Regions from separate parts of the Sus scrofa genome. Here region 2 is linked to region 1. The links are chromatin contacts, called in public Hi-C maps. All regions are on one chromosome and are shown on one strand. Each heading gives the region's core, a stretch centred on a gene start, on an enhancer-like site or on the middle of the called end of the contact. The rest is flanking DNA. Distances are from core to core; before and after follow the strand shown.

Region 1 (7,919 bases), core at 2,786-5,285:
CCCCTAGCCTGGGAACATCCATATGCTGCAGGTGCGGCCCTAAAAGGACAAAAAGACCAAAAAAAAAAAAAAAAAAAATCGAGATTGTGTATACATACATATATATTCCTTTCCATTACACAAGCATCTTGTTTTTGTTTTACTGCAAACCAATAATTGCAAACCAATAACCTATGCTTTCAATAAAGTGAAGCGACATTAAAATGGGAACACAATTACATTGTATTATTTGCCTTAGAAACTCAAAAAGGAATATTAAAGCAGTATCCATATTATTTTCCTATAAATTTCAACACAGGCTTATGATAAAATTATCCAGATGATAACTATGACATAGTTACAATAAATGTTACTTCTAAAATCTTTTAGGGAAAGTGAAATTTTATAAGAAAATTAATGCAAGTGCTTTGTGAAACAGTGTGCTATTACATTACAAACAAAAGACTGTCATGTACAAGGATGAAAGTCCCAGACGGGGCAAATCGCTCCTGGAACAGAACATAAGGGCAATGCCACCACCAGCCCCATCTACCTCACTGGGCTGATATAAGGATGAAATGAGATTTTGTGTTGAAGAGCTCTGTAAACGTTAAAGAGCCATAAAAATACTGGTTGTTATTTTGTTCTTGGCTATTATCAGATTATATGGGCCCTTACAGTCATGGATAAAATGAGGTGATCATATTTATGGCTCACGGTGAAGGTACACCTCAATTAGCATTCACAGAACTTCCTGCAGTCATGGAAATATCTATCCACGTCACCCAAGATAGTTCCACACCCTGTTGCTGAGCATCTGAAATGTGGACACCGTAACGAAGGATGTGAAATTTAATTTAATTATATTTTTTATTTCTCAAATTAAAAAAAAAAATTTTTTCTTTTTAGGGATGTACCTTGCGGCATATGGAAGTTTCTGGGCTAGGAGTCAAATCAGAGCTGCAGCTACGGTCTATATACCACAGCCATGGCAACACCGAACCTGAGCTGAATCTGTGACCTATGCTGTAGCCTGTGGCAATGCCGAATCCTTAATCCACTGAGCAAGGCCAGGGATCTAACCCACATCCTCGCGGATACTATGTCAGGTTCTTAACCTGCTGAGTCACAACGGGAACTTCAATTTAATTCTATTTTTAAATTGTTTTATTAATAAATTTTATTTAACTTTGTGTAACTTCAATAACCACATGTGGTGACTGGCTACCATTCGGGACAGTGCAGCTCTAACAATTTTTTTTGTCTTTTGTCTTTTGAGGGCCGCATCCACGGCATATGGAGGTTCCCAGGTTAGGGGACTAATCGGAGCTGTTGCTGCTGGCCTACGCCAGAGCCACAGCAATGCCAGATCCAAGCCGCGTCTGCAACCTACACCACAGCTCACGGTAATGCCACATCCTTAACCCACGGATCGAGGCCAGGGATCAAACCCACAACCTCATGGTTCCTAGTCGGATTCGTCTCTGCTGAGCCATGATGGGAACTCCTAATAATTTTTTAAATAGCAAAAACTGGAGATTTTAAGGTGTAGTAAAAATCAAGTCACTTTAAATTCTCTGATTTATAAAAAGGTAATTCTAATGCAATTTACTGTGGAAGCTTCTTAATACAAAGGGATATAACACATGATCAAAAAAGCTGGAGGCTGAAGCCCTAAACACCGTCTGCCTGTAAAATCACTAACAGTGTGGTCATGTCTCCAGATCTGCAAAATGAAGTTCTGATCCCACACACGCCCCCACTGGAGGAGGGTGCAGGAGCATGAATGGCCAAGACATCTTTGGAAGGCATGGTCTATGCAATGTCGTTCTCATCCAGTTTATAAGACGACAAGGGAATACAACACAAGAAACCCTCAGACACAGAGGAGCAGGCTGGGTGCCAGGCGCGCACACCTGCCAAGCCAGAGCTCCCATCCTTCCAGGCCGGCTGCTTCCTTTAGTAAGGCCATTAGACACAGGGCACAAAGTTGACACTCCGTCCCCCTAACCAGACTCTTCAAGAGAACTCTGGATGAGGTTCAAGGAGGTGGTATGATGGAAACCTGTGCTATGATGTCCAAGGTCCAGTCTTTCCCTACTGAGTTTATGAAAACAGCTTAAGTTGTTTAAATTTTTAAAAAAGAGAGGACCCTCTGTTTGGGAAAAGCATCTTTGAAACTTGTTTGGAGACCAGCAATTTCAGAGGACTGCACTAACCACTGTCTCTAGACCGCTACAGATCCTGGACGTGAGCTGCAGCGGCCTCCAGCTAACCTAGCTCGTTTCAGACTGGCCCCCACAACCTTCAACTGGCTCTTTCCAATCCTGTTACTACCGGTCCTGAAGTCAGGGGTTTTTGTAAACTGACAGACTCCTTCGTCTGTCCTATGTCTGAAGTCAAGGGGAGATTCTGTCACTAACCAAGGACCTCTGTTCAGTCCTGAGCTTTTCTTCCCCTTGGAGGGCTTGTCCCTATACCTGTGTACAGAGGTATAGTTATTATACCACTCCTTAAGTTTTGTTAGTATTTTATGCTGTGTTTCACACTGCACCCTTAAAGCTCTGTCCACATGTCTTTATTTCAAGAATCTGAGCATAAGGCATGGCCAGCATTGTCAGTGAAGTTTTAAGTGTTAATAAAATAGTATTACACCAAAAAGGGGAGGAGGGGACGGAGTTGACCTATTTGGAGATTCCTCTGCTGGACAAGTCAACTACTTACTAGGTGTGATCTTCTTTGCTGCATCTGAAACTCAGTGGAGGGGGAGATACACACTTGAACCTGAGGGAAGAGAGTGCTTTCCGAAGCTGTCCCCTCTGCATGCTTCAGCTGCCTGGCACAGGCGGACTGCCTCAGTCAGAGTCCCTCTGAGATGTGAGCCTTCCCCAGAAGGCCACTCTGCCTCTAAGGCTATACTGGCGTCTCTGGCCCCTGATGTGTACGGGGACCACATGCGCCGTTAGAGCTCACTCAGGATCCCAGGAAATTCTGTTCACAGATTCATCCAACTGAGTTTCCTTCAAATCCATAAATTACCACCATTCATTTTATCCAAATAAAACCCACCAGGCTCTTCCAACTTTGCTGCTGTTTAAAATTTTTGATAATAAAACATTAGTGGAAAACACCCCATGGCACTCACATTTCTACATTATTTTCAGGCAGTTCAGAGCAGCAATTAATCTTCTGGGTTCATTTGTAATTCTGAATCCTGCCATTATGAGAGATTTTCCCTACGTGTTACTTTGTTTCAGACTGTCCATCACTCCCCTCAGCAGCTAGCGCTATTGCAAACTTTTTTTTTTTTTTATTCCTTTTTAGGGCTGCACCTGTGGAATAAGGAAGTTCCTAGGCTAGGGGATGAATTGGAGCTGCAGTTGCCAGGCAAGCCACACACACAGCAACACTGGACCCGAGCCGCAACTGCGACCTATGCTGCAGCCCTGCATGCAGCAAGGCCGGATCCTTAACCTACTGAGCAAGGCCAGGGATCAAGCCCACATCCTCATGGATACTAGTGAGGTTCTTAATCTGCTGAGCTGCAACGGAAACTCCTCTTTATTTTTTTCCCCTATTGCAAATGTATTCACATCATCTTAACTTACCTCTCTGGGGGCCCCCTGCCAAGTGACACACCTCCAAGCCCTGGGGGCTGCTGTACCCATACTATGCTACCACTCCAAACCGCACCTGAGCAGCCAGGGCCGCATGGCTCATCTCCCACCCATGGTAATATCCAGGGAGCAACATCACCTGGACAATGACAGGGACCAGAGGCAGCCACAGAGAAGTGTTGACAGTGCTCTGTGCTGAAGAGGGCTCCTGCTACTTTAAAACAAACTGGTTTTGTGGGGGGGCTCTTGTTTCTCCTTTATCATAAAACTAGTTAAATTCATTAGATTAGTAAGCAGAAAAATCTTACCACTAAAACTTAAATCCCCACTCACAGCTTTCACATGAGGCTATTAAGATTTTTTCCTCTTTCTATCCCACTCTGTTTCCTCTCTTGCTTCATACTTTAAAGGTTTCTGGAGCTGAGATCACTACTGATTAGCATCTCATGCAACATTCCAGCTGCCTTGCTAAGATCCTGCCCTCCCTCGCTGCCTCAGCGGAGACTGTTTCTAGATTAAAAGGATACTATTTCTGTTTTAGAAGCATCAGTGCAAATCCCTATGAATGTAAGTTTTTTTTCCCAAAAAAATTATCCCTGAGGAAGCTCTACCAGTGTTTTTCCTGTAACTTAAGGTAACCATGTGTCTCCTTCCCACATGCCTTCCTAGTGGCTAAACGTTCCTGAGCCTTCTTCCTCCACATCTTGACAAGGTGTTTTACTGCCTGGCCTCCACCACTAGCTTCTGAGACACAAGCAGTTCACTTTCCTTTGCTGCGTTCATTCGGGCAGGTTAACCTGTCTGGAGTGTGGGGAGTGTTACCTCTGAGATAAGGTATCATGACCAGACCATCAGCAGATGAAGCCAATGTGAGGTCCAAATGCGTACAGTAATCTAACAACTGTGAGAGACCTTGCAGACCACTGACCCAAAAACCATTTTTCCAGCCCAGCCCTTGCTGGCAGAGCCTGCTCACTGCTGGGGAGGCGGAAATCCTAGCCCTGCCCTTTCCCACTTTCCCTCCTGTGCACCCCACTCCTGGCAAAGGGGACCGGGGGGAAGCCTGCTGGGCTGGAGGGACCTTCTGCAAATCATGTTGCCCTGAGAAAGTGACAGGAGAAGAGGCTGAGGGCCTTGGCGCTAGGGCTGCAGCATCCACCTGTGACCCAACCACAGGGAAAGGCCAAGCCAGGCCAGGAGCCCCCCAGCCCCGACAGCTCCATGCGGCTGGAACCCCCTATACTTCGCAACTTTCTGTTCTGTGAGAAGAGCCAACCCCCAGAGTCTGGCACTCCGTTACTCACACCAAAGTATCCTGACTGGAATTCTCAGGTGATGACCATGAGGGAGAAGAGGAGTGGGAGTAGAGGGCATTTATGGCACCTACTGTACAGAAGGCACCGTGCCAGGCACCCAATATGATTACCTCCTTCACACCATCAAACAGCCCCTTGGGTAGATCCCTTCATGTCCACTTCGCGAATGAGGAAAGTAAGGAACAGAGAGGTGGGGTAAGTTCTGAGGTTGCACAGCGGGTGGGGACCTGCCCCAGGCTGGGAGGGGCTGGAGGAGGAGGGGTCGGGGTTGGGACCGGAGCAGGCACTGACCTTCTCAGCCTTCTGGTGGAAGACAGAGGACATGTCCAGCAAGGTGCTGCGCTCGTCCAGGGCCGCGGCGAACGCCTTCCACTCCTGCTCCAGCTGGTTGGCGATCTGCTTGATCTGCTGGGAGGCGTAGTGGCCCGACTCCACCAGGCGGTTGGCCACCGACATGATGCGGTTGATGTTCACGTACACGTTCTGCGAAAGGAAGGAGAGAGGGCTGGTCGGGCGAAGGCCCACAAGGGGCGTCTTTCCAAGAACGTGGTGGTGGGGGGGGGGGGCGCTTTCAGAAACAGCCTGGGAACTTAAAAGTTACATTTTAACAGCAGAATCACCTGGCGGGTCCCAGGACACCTGTTTTGCTGTTTGGATTTCCGTAAACTCCAAGTAGGAGTTTCAGTTTCTATTTTTAAATGCAAACCTACAACTCAACCAGCTGAGAGAGAGGCAGGCACGGAGCAGTGGCACACAGATGCGAGTGCGCACGAAGGTCTGTGACTCACGTCTTGGCCTCAGAGCCTGAAAAGGGCCCAGATGGTAAGCAGTCACCCAGAACTTTGGGGACCCACCACTGCAGTTTGTAACTGGAACCCAGAGACCACAAACTATGTACTTAGCAACCAAAGGCTATTTTGTATGAAAACAATCTCTTCTTTCTATATAAGCCCAAGTCATCTTGCTGGTGCCAACAAAAAATCTTCTGTAAATGGATCCACATTCACCAAGGAATGTGAACTGGGCTATGAAGAAAACAATGCTGCGTTCAAACTTTAAATTAAGCTTTTCCACTCTGTTGACATCACTGTCTTCAACTCCATTAGTTTATTGCAAAAATAAGGGTGCAAAAGCATTTTTCTTGTAAGAGAAGTTCTTCTTTAAAGTTCCTATTATAGCAAATGCATACCTTCAACAAATCGCAGGTTGTTGTCCCTCAGGTAGTATCACTATTATTACTATTATTATTATTACTACGGACATCACAGCACTGCACCTGGTAATGGGTCTCCCCAGATCACAGACTCATCTTTGCTTCCTCCCACTCTTGCCCCTAAATCATATCTAACTTCCCAACCTGCCCCAAGGCCTCTACATTTTTCCTCCCTCTCCTCCCCTGTGGTCCTCTGGGCCAACCTCCCACTGCCTCCCACTCAGAGCCCTGCCTAAACCTCGTCACTGTCACCTGGTCTGCAGCCCACTCAAGAAAGTGTCCTAAAGAACACGCTGGTCCAGTCTTTCTCTGTAGCTTCATTTCTTTTCCTCCATTTCTGACCCAAATCCAAACTAGATGGAGTCACCTTTATCTGGGATTAGAGAGCCACAGACTCCAGCCTCGGAGGTACTTTTCTGGGCTTCAGGCTGGAATCAGCTAACAGATGACCAGATGTCTATGCAGCAAGGACAGAGGGTACTTTATGAGAATGTGACAGTCAGTCAAAGCCACAATCAGTTAGGAACTGGCCCAAACGCCATCAGTGTGCTAACTGGCATCCTTTAAGTCCACAGCTAGGTCTCCCTTCTCACTGGCAATCTCTCTCTAGTGACAGGTGACCAGATTCGCTAAGTTTTGCCTCCTCTGCATCTAAAGAGGAAAATCAACCCAAAAGCTCTGCAGGAAGAGCACAGGCAGATGCTCTCTGTAAGGACCTGGAGGAGAGCTGTCCACTTGGACAGCTCCATCGTGGGGCCCGCAGAGCGGGCTCCTTCCTACCCAGATTTGGTCACAGGGGCCTGCCTTAGTCTCCTCCCCTCAAGCAGACTACCCGCTACACGTAGAGTTGTGCTCTATGCACCATGCCCTGTCCACACCTCTACCACTTCCAGCAGGAGGGCGGATGTGGTGGCACAGAGCCCAAGTGAACAGTGTGTCCCAAACACAGCAACATGCCATCCCCCACCTCAGAAGGACCTCCACCTACATTCTTGCCATCATGGCCTTTACAAGGACCTGTGAGGGAACTCTTCTCCGTACTCTGTAATAACCTACATGGAGAAAGAATCTGAAAAAGAATGGATATATGTACAACATATGACTGATTTACTTGGCTGTACACCTGAAACTAACACAGCATTGTATGTCAACTATACTCCAATTAAATTTTTAAAAATAAAGAACGAAAAAATGAAAATAAATACCTGCGATAGGAGAATGGGCACAACTGCTCATGTTCCTTAATGTGCTTTCTTTAAGACTATGAACTTGCTTACCGACATCTAGTCTTTTCATTTTTTTTGTCAAAAGAAATGTTTAAAGCACTGTAGGTAGTACAGGCAAGGGCTGAAGGCTAACAGGCCCCGGTTCTGGACAAGTAAATGTCCTAGACAGACACTAAGGACTCGTGAAGGTATGGAGAACAAGGGGTGGGCAGGCCTGGAAAACTCTCCCAACAGCTGTCGCCCCTCAGTGTCCAAGGCACCATAACCCTTTTTAATTAAAACTTTTACTTAAAGAAACGAAAGCAATGTATTATAGAAAATGAGAAAATATGCTTAAACCTAAAAAACAAAAGTTTCACCCATACTTTAAGAGTTTTCTACTTACTACACACCCTGAAAATACAAACACTATTTTTTTCTTTTCTTTTTAGCATATGGAGGTTCCCAGGCTAGGGGTCAAATCAGAGCTGCAGCTGCCAGCCTATACCACAGCCACAGGCACACCAGATCTGAGCCACCTCTGTGACCTATACCACAGCTCAGGGCAATGCCAAATCCTTAACCCAAT
Region 2 (7,919 bases), core at 3,168-5,667, 140 kb after region 1:
GCTGCAATCCCTTGCGAGAGACAAAGAATAACTGTCCTTGAAGAGGGATGCGATCTTTAAGAGGTGCAGATCAGGCGCAGATTAGAACAGGAAAAGAGAAAAGGTTTCAAAGACGTCATCTTGTGGAGAAGAGCCTTCACATGGCTGATCCCATCTAAAACACCTTGAGAGTATCTTGCCTGAATCTCCACGATCACGTAATATTCCTTTTACTATCAAGCCAGAAGAGAAAAATTATCCCTGACTAGTGCTATCGAAACAATGAGGGAAAGGATGAAATCTCTAAGTGGACCAAAAAAAGGAGGAGGAGGAGGAGGAGGAGAAGCAGCAAATTACGAGTTCTAAAAGCTGAGGTAAAGAGGCCATTCCCAAAATGCTTTAAATGTTCTACCCACCTCACATCACTGCCACCGTATAATGTGAATGGGGCATGTACAGTCCCCGTTTTATTACTATTTTTTTAAGGGCTGCATCCACAGCATATGGAAGGTTCCCAGGCCAGGGGTCGAACTGGAGCTACAGCTACCAGCCTACACCTTAGCAATGCGGAGCCGAGCCACATCTGAGACCTATGCCAACTCACAGCAACTCCAGATCCTTAACCCACTGAGGGAGGCCAGGGATGGAACCCGCGTCCTCATGGATACTAGTCGGGTTCATTACAGCTGAGCCACAACAGGAACTCCCTACAATCCCAATTTTAAATCATCGTATGAACTCTGCTGTTTTTCCAGGTGAAAAACAAAGAACGAACTGATATTTTTAAATGTTCTCAAGCACCAGTACAAAGAATATAGGCTAGGAGGGTGTTAAATTACGAGCCATCTGTCCTGATAATTTACGATGTGATTTCTCTAATCTCCTTCAACACTACACAACATTTCTATGGCAACAGTGACTTCAAATGCGAGTCTGGAGGGCCAGTTGTGCACTCAGTCTGTTCCCACAGCAGAAAGCCAAACTGGGGGACGAGCTCCTCAATGAGCCAGCGCCCTCTCCTTCATGAAGGACGGCCCATCATAAATGGGCAGCATCATGAGAGGGAAACGGTTCTGCAGAGCGTACACATCACTCCTTACCCAAAGCTGGCCATGGCCCCGCAACCTCAGATCAACATGTGCACCTTGGCATAACTCATGGGTGGGTCCTGACGTACTTACCCGTAAGGCTGTGCATCTGAATTACCAGTTGGGCTTTTTTCAAAATACAGATTCCAGAGCCCTATTCTGGAACTGCTAAATGAGAACTGCTAGAGATTCTGTAACGTTCTAAAACTTTTTCAGAGCTTCTGATACAGGCTGGGTTAAGGAACCATGGGTATAAATCACAACAGGCATTTACTTGCCTCTCCTTGGAGCCTGCCCTGAATCGGTGGCCCAGCAGCTCACACTCACGGGAAACAATCACGACCCAAAGAACCAACACCAAACCATGGCCTATACAAGGTATCAGGCCACCACTAAAGACCAGCAAGGCTGGGAGACGACAGACAGGTGCAGTTTCCCAAAGGAAGGGATGCTTGAGCTGGGTCAGTAGGGAAAACCAAGAAGAGGGAACACCAAACACAGAGACAGAGGCAAAAGCATGGACACAGCATGAGATGTGCAACAGGGGTTTAAGAGGCTGATGGGGCAACAGGTCCAGAACCTTCCCCTAAGGTCGGCCCAGCCAAGGTGGATGTCCTGACTCAGTCTGAAACTCAGAAAACTGCAGTTGTGATTCACATGTGGCCTTGGTTATAAAGAAGATTCCTACACCAGGTAAAGAAAAGGAGAACTGGGAGTGGGAGAAAGAGAACTGAAGGTGATTCTGTCCTAGCTGTACCAAAATCCTCATCGTGACACAGGGAAAAATAGGTATCAATAAATAGGCGATAAATGACTAGGTCTTTCTACGAGTGCCTCAAATTTCATTTTCACCTTGAGAGCAATTCCAATTAAGTGGATTTGAGCTAGGTGATCACCTCTCATAATTTTAATTTCTGCATTATTCCCCAGCACAGTTTTAAAAGAGGCCAGAAGAGAGAATCTGCCTAATCACCTTGCCTCTTTAGAAGATAAACTCCCACTGGCCAGAATATTATTTTTGTCTTCTCCAGCTGTACGGCACCTGGCATATTGACACTCCTCAAAGGATAAACAGCTCATTCATTACACAGTTCCATGTATATTAAATAATGCCCATAAAGTCTTTTGAAGATGAAAACCACTTCAAGTGCTAAGTAATTCTGAGCTGGGCATTTGAAACCGAGAAACAAAGAAGACAGACCAACCATCATAAAAAGGTCACCACCCAGTAGGAAGGCTCTTGTTCCACCAGACCTCCGGTCCCTTAGCAAGTATGCCACACACCAGACAAAAGCCCAACCTGCTTTATGTGTTTTTAACATATATCATCAGGAGAAAGGGTTTCAAAATGCCTCAAAAGAACAAAAGTCTTCAGCAGTTCATTTCTTTCAGGGACCATGCCCAAAAGTAATTTCAAAGCCACACAAATTCTTCTTCTTCCTGAGACATCTCCTTCTAAGTGAAGCTAAAATACTCTGTATGAAGTGTCAACTCAATTCTAAAACAGGCACAATGAAAATTCTTGCAACAGAGCATATGCGACTTTATGCAAATTCATAGTTTTTCTATCTTGGAGTCTAACACGTACTCCTGGTCGTGTATGCAAGTGAGCAGAGCTGCCTCCAACGTTCAAGAATACAGCACTCACACTAGCAGGAGAACCCTGGGTGCAATTTTTAGTGCTCAGGCCATGTGCAACAGGAATATAGCAGCAAGGTGACCCTCCTGTCAACTCTCCCAGAAGGCTAGCAGGGAAACCAAGCGTCATCAGCTTGAACCATCTCAGGTGTGCCCTTCACTGTCCCCAAATACACTACCCATTGGGAAACAAAGTCTGGCCCGTTCTTTTTGACTGCCCCCCCCCCGCCGCCCTGAAATTCTCCGCATGACTGTTAATCCAATGTTTTCTAGGAAATTACCAAATATACCATCAAATCACAGCTGAAGCCCAGTGAGATCTTACCTATAATGCCCACCTTTAAAAAACAGTGATTTTCTTTTTTCCTCTCCCTGGCACCAAAAAAAGGGATGTAGAAAGCTCCCTGAATGATGTCACATTTGTCAGTGTGATACACATGGCGCCACAGGAGAAACCATAGTGAGCAAACCCTCGTTTCCGCCCAAGACGCCTACCTCTGGGAGAAGACCACTGGGCACTTGGCGTCCTCCTGTCCATCCCGAAGAGCCACTAACCTGCGGGAAGTTCAGAACCTCTCCGAGCCGCCTCCCTCAGGTATAAAATTGGACATCACTGCCTACCTTGCAGGGGGCTATGAAAATGAAACAGCTGGTGGCTGTAAGCGCTCAAAAGATGAAGCTGTTTAAGAATCTGAAATACTGCCAATTTAGCCAAAACTATTTTTTGTTTATATATAACTCACACACTATAAAATTCACACTTTTAAAGTATACGATTCAGTGGGTTTTGGTATATTCACAATGTTGTGCAACCATCACTTTTAGCTAATCCCTGAACATCTTCATCTCCCAAAAGCCTTTCTCCAGAATGCTCGACCCACTAGCAGTCATGATTTTTACGCTCCAAAATTTCTCAGTCAAAAGGGTTTCATCCTTAAAATATTAAGAAGTAAATACGATTCTCCTTTCCTGCTAAAATATCCAGTTGTAGGAAGGGCCGATAGAAGTACAGAGGCTGAATTTTCCAGAGCACAATCTAACAAGCATGTGAACAGTCACAGAAAATACAGAACACAATATATGAAATTGGGTTCAAATCAAGGGCCCACATTCTATGTCCTCATTTAATGGAGCAAAACACTGAACAGCAAATATTCACCTGGCCTGTAACATAAGATCCACACCCAGTGGTCCATGCTTTCTAGAACTAAGTGCATGCACCCACCTCTTAGAAATCCCCCGCAAAAATAGAAACTACATAGCTGTGTTACATTTACTGCAGGTGGTTTCTGGAAAGAACTCAGCTCCTCCCCAACTCGTAGCACACGAAGGATTCCTGAGAGAAGACCCGCCTCCACCCTCATCCTAACACACCCATCCCAGGCCATCTCTTACACCTCGTGACTTGTTCTCACTACAACACTTGCCCTGGTCCGCCTCTCTATCAGTAATTAGTATGTGAGGGTAGAGATGATAAACTGTTTTTCCCACAACAGGTATCATCTTTATAAACCATGCTTTTTAGAAATTAATCTCCCTTTCTTTTTCAGCAATTCCTTATTTTTCAATTTTGTGCTTCCACATCCCCACAAAGTGAGGGGACTCTCGCTGGAGTCTGGCAGCTCGCCTCTTAAACACGCCTCAGGGGAGTTCCAGCACATGACTTCATCTGTTTTCCTTGGGTGACTAAGTGTCACGGCACGGAGCTGAACAGAAGCTGACCGCTAACTGCCGATTTGAACAGTTTCAACTTGAAGATCTAAGTTCGTTGATCACAGTGGTATGGCTTAGCATTTTGAAGCTGCTTTCTGCATTCTTTAGGACTGAGTCAATCAGTAAAGACAGGATAAAAGGAGCCTTCACAGTCAGAGAAAGGAATTACACATTTGGGAAAGGCAAGACTTAAGTGCAGTCTGTAGACTGGACTGGCATGGAAGGCATGAGGATAAACTCAGTTTTTCTTTACTGATGGGTGCACAAAGAGGCAGCACCCATGTGTACGTGACACTGAGTGTGTGTGTGTGCATATACCTGTATGTGTGTTTGTATACACACACTCCCCGCTTCATAGCTCTGTGCCCTGAGGTTCTAAAAGAAACACCCCATAGCAATAAGCACCCTTAGCACCCAGACTGAGTTTTATTACTGTTTTCTGCCAAAATGAACCAGGGCTCCTTGGAAAAACAGCTGATTTCAGGGCTGGAGTAAGAAGAGGACAACAGAAGCCTAGAACAACTTATTATGTCAGAAAATTAGAAATTTCTCAAAAAATGATGGGGATCAGCCACAAAAGATAAAGAAGCCAACCGAGAAGGACATCACTGGCCAGATCTTGGACAAATCGAGCATCAAACTAAATAATGAGAGCAATGTTCACTTTGGCAGCACATATACTAAAATTGGAACGATACAGAGATTAGCACGGCCCCTGCAGGAGGATGAAACACAAATTTGTGAAGCATTCCATATTTTTGATAGAAGATAAGAAAAGGAATATATACATTATATAACTGTCATTTTGCTGTATAGAAATTGATACAACATTGTAAATCAACTATACTTACTAAAAAACAAATTTTAAAAAAAGAGCAGGGAGTTCCCGTCGTGACGCAGCAGAAACGAATCCGACTAGGTACCATGAGGTTGCGGGTTCAATCCCTGGCCTCGCTCAGAGGGTTAAGGATCCGGCATTGCCGTGAGCTGTGGTGTAGGACGCAGACACAGCTTGGATCTGGCGTTGCTGTGGCGTAGGCCAGCAGCAACAGCTCCAATTAGACCCCTAGCCTGGGAACCTCCAAATGCCACAGGTACAGCCCTAAAAAGACAAAAAAAAAAAAAGAGAGAGAGAGAGAGGAAAGCATTACAACCCACTGAATAAAAGAGAAATCCATACATATATAAATAAGAAGGAAAGCTCTTCCTTACATTAGAAAGTCACCGAAATAGAGGAGTAATGAAGTCAGGAAAATTGTCCCTTTGCAACCATCACACAAGTCATCAATGGAGACTGCAACCAGCAAAAGTCAAGAAAGGCACAGGACTATACATAGTCTCAAATTATCTCCCAAAGCAAAGCTAATTATAAGGGGATATACAGTGGAGAAACCTGGTAGTCACTACTGGAACCAAATGACCAAATGAACGCCCCACAGTGGAGCAGCTGACAGCTGCGTCCCTGCCAGGGCGCTCTGAACAGGACGCAGCCCTTGTGCAGAAATGCCTGGCCTGAACCTCCTCAGGAGGAATCATACAGCCCAGGCTGAGGTAGTCAAAAATATCTGGGTAATGAAAGAGACAAACTGGAGAAATGTTCCAAATTAAAGAAAACCAGAGAGACATGACAACTAAATGTAAGAGGTGGCTGGAGAGAATGCTGGACCACCAACATGTGTTTAATCACCAACAGTTTCTGGAACAACTAGTAACATTTTATTAAAGTTAGCAGATTTAGATAATAATATATCAAAATTAATTTCCTGACTGGGGACATTATATAAGAGAATGTCCTTGCTCTTGGAATATAATATTCAATCACCTTTAATAGGTAAGGACATCATCACCTCTACAACTCACTCTTACCTGGTTCAGAAACATAATAATACATAATAATTCAATATACATAAAATGTACACACACACACACACACACACACACACACACACACACGTGGGGGGGGGGGGGAGGTGATGCACCTGCAGTGAATTAGTAACTGGGGAATCTGAATGCTTCTCCGAACATGAGTTCCGGCCTCGCAAAACAAACTTACCTGACCCCCCCCAACCCCCAAAAAATCTCAGCAAACTTTAAATGTAATCAACAATGAAGACATGAACCAACTAAATAGCCAAAAATAATATATACAGTGAAATCTCAATTCGACTAAGGTGATAAGGATCTGAGCCTCGTACCTCCTTTGGTGGTTAAAATCAAAGATAAACTAAAATAGCACGTCAAAGTACATACTCTCCCATTAAACAGCAGGCCAATTCTACTTTTTTAATTCTAGAAAATTTTTAAAAGAGTTAAACAAAAACTAAAAATCTTGAAAACTTCAGAAACTCCTTGAGTAAACCAGGAGGAAATGCAAAGCAGATTTTAAAGAGTACAATACACTTCAGGTTATATAATGTCTACATGCAAGATACCAGCATTTGAACCATCCTCTGACTGAAACAGTAAAAGTCCAAGACAGACACGTGAAAACAGAACATGTTGTCAGTGTGGAAATGATGCTGGGTGGGTCTTAAACAGGGAATAAACCTGAGCAATCACAGGCATAAAATCAGGCTACAACTGTGAGGGGGGCCAGATGAGGTGTGACTGACGAAAATGCACCCTACAAAAAGGAAAACCTAGAAGTTCCCGTGGTGGCGCAGTGGTTAACGAATCCGACTAGGAACCGTGAGGTTGCGGTTCCGTCCCTGCCCTTGCTCAGTGGGTTAACGATCCTGCGTTGCCGTGAGCTGTGGTGTAGGTTGCAGACGCGGCTCGGATCCCGCGTTGCTGTGGCTCTGGCGTAGGCCGGTGGCTACAGCTCCGATAGGACCCCTAGCCTGGGAACCTCCATATGCCATGGGAGCGGCCCAAGAAATAGCAAAAAGACAAAAAAATAAAGAAATAAATAAACAAAAAGGAAAACCTAGAACACATTCCCAAGAGTTACCTCACTGTTAGAGGATGGAGAGAAAAGAATCTATTTCCCATGGCCACAACACCCATCATCTATGTGCACATTTCCATGAATAACAGCAAAGAAATGAGTGGCTGCAACAAAATAACTATATATAGAGATCACAGGAGTTACCACACCCACCTCATAAAACTGTCCCCAGAAAAGCAGCCTAGCAGCCCCTGGCCCCTCCCCATCACCCCCCCTCCCCCTTCCTCAGCCAGAAAGGAAGGCCAGTAATCTTTACAATGTGTCACACACAGCAACAGGCTGAAAAGCTTCCCTGGCTGGGCAGCCTCTCAGCCCTTCCAAACTTCCCCTGGCCAACCTTGACACTGCACAGACTTCCTCCTGTGCACTTCAGTCCTAGTCCACTCGGCCAGGGAAATAAGAACCAGCACGTCCGCAGGTTTCCTCCCGAGACAGAATCGGGTGGGAACCCAATACACTTCAGTTGGAAAGCTGGGGTTACTAGAGTTATTCATGTAAAAAGGAACATTAGTTTTAAAAAGGTGAGAAAAGAAAAAGGCACAGAAGCTAAATTA

Evidence for each region. Hi-C and Micro-C count contacts between places; a contact is called where the count stands out from the background.
Region 2: a Hi-C map of embryonic fibroblasts shows a contact between it and region 1, with 2.8 times the contacts expected there. The contact joins two enhancer-like sites. A contact is called at or near these places in 1 of 47 Hi-C or Micro-C datasets (embryonic fibroblasts) and 2 of 2 datasets of contacts at active chromatin or transcription factors (alveolar macrophages and skeletal muscle).

The regions. Positions count from the first base shown.
Region 1 is chr16:3,715,952-3,723,870 of Sscrofa11.1, reverse strand. It overlaps TRIO (triple functional domain protein), which reads right to left. Exons shown (of 56, transcript XM_021077142.1): 6 at 5,204-5,395. Among named protein-coding and RNA genes, the nearest start is that of TRIO, 29 kb to the right of the region's middle. Within about 2 kb of position 4,035, at least 12 of the 83 cell types and tissues checked have an H3K27ac peak or open chromatin away from gene starts, as enhancers often do. A contact at or near this core is called in embryonic fibroblasts, where this site is marked.
Region 2 is chr16:3,575,184-3,583,102 of Sscrofa11.1, reverse strand. No RefSeq gene overlaps it. Among named protein-coding and RNA genes, the nearest start is that of TRIO, 110 kb to the left of the region's middle. Within about 2 kb of position 4,417, at least 22 of the 83 cell types and tissues checked have an H3K27ac peak or open chromatin away from gene starts, as enhancers often do. A contact at or near this core is called in embryonic fibroblasts, where this site is marked.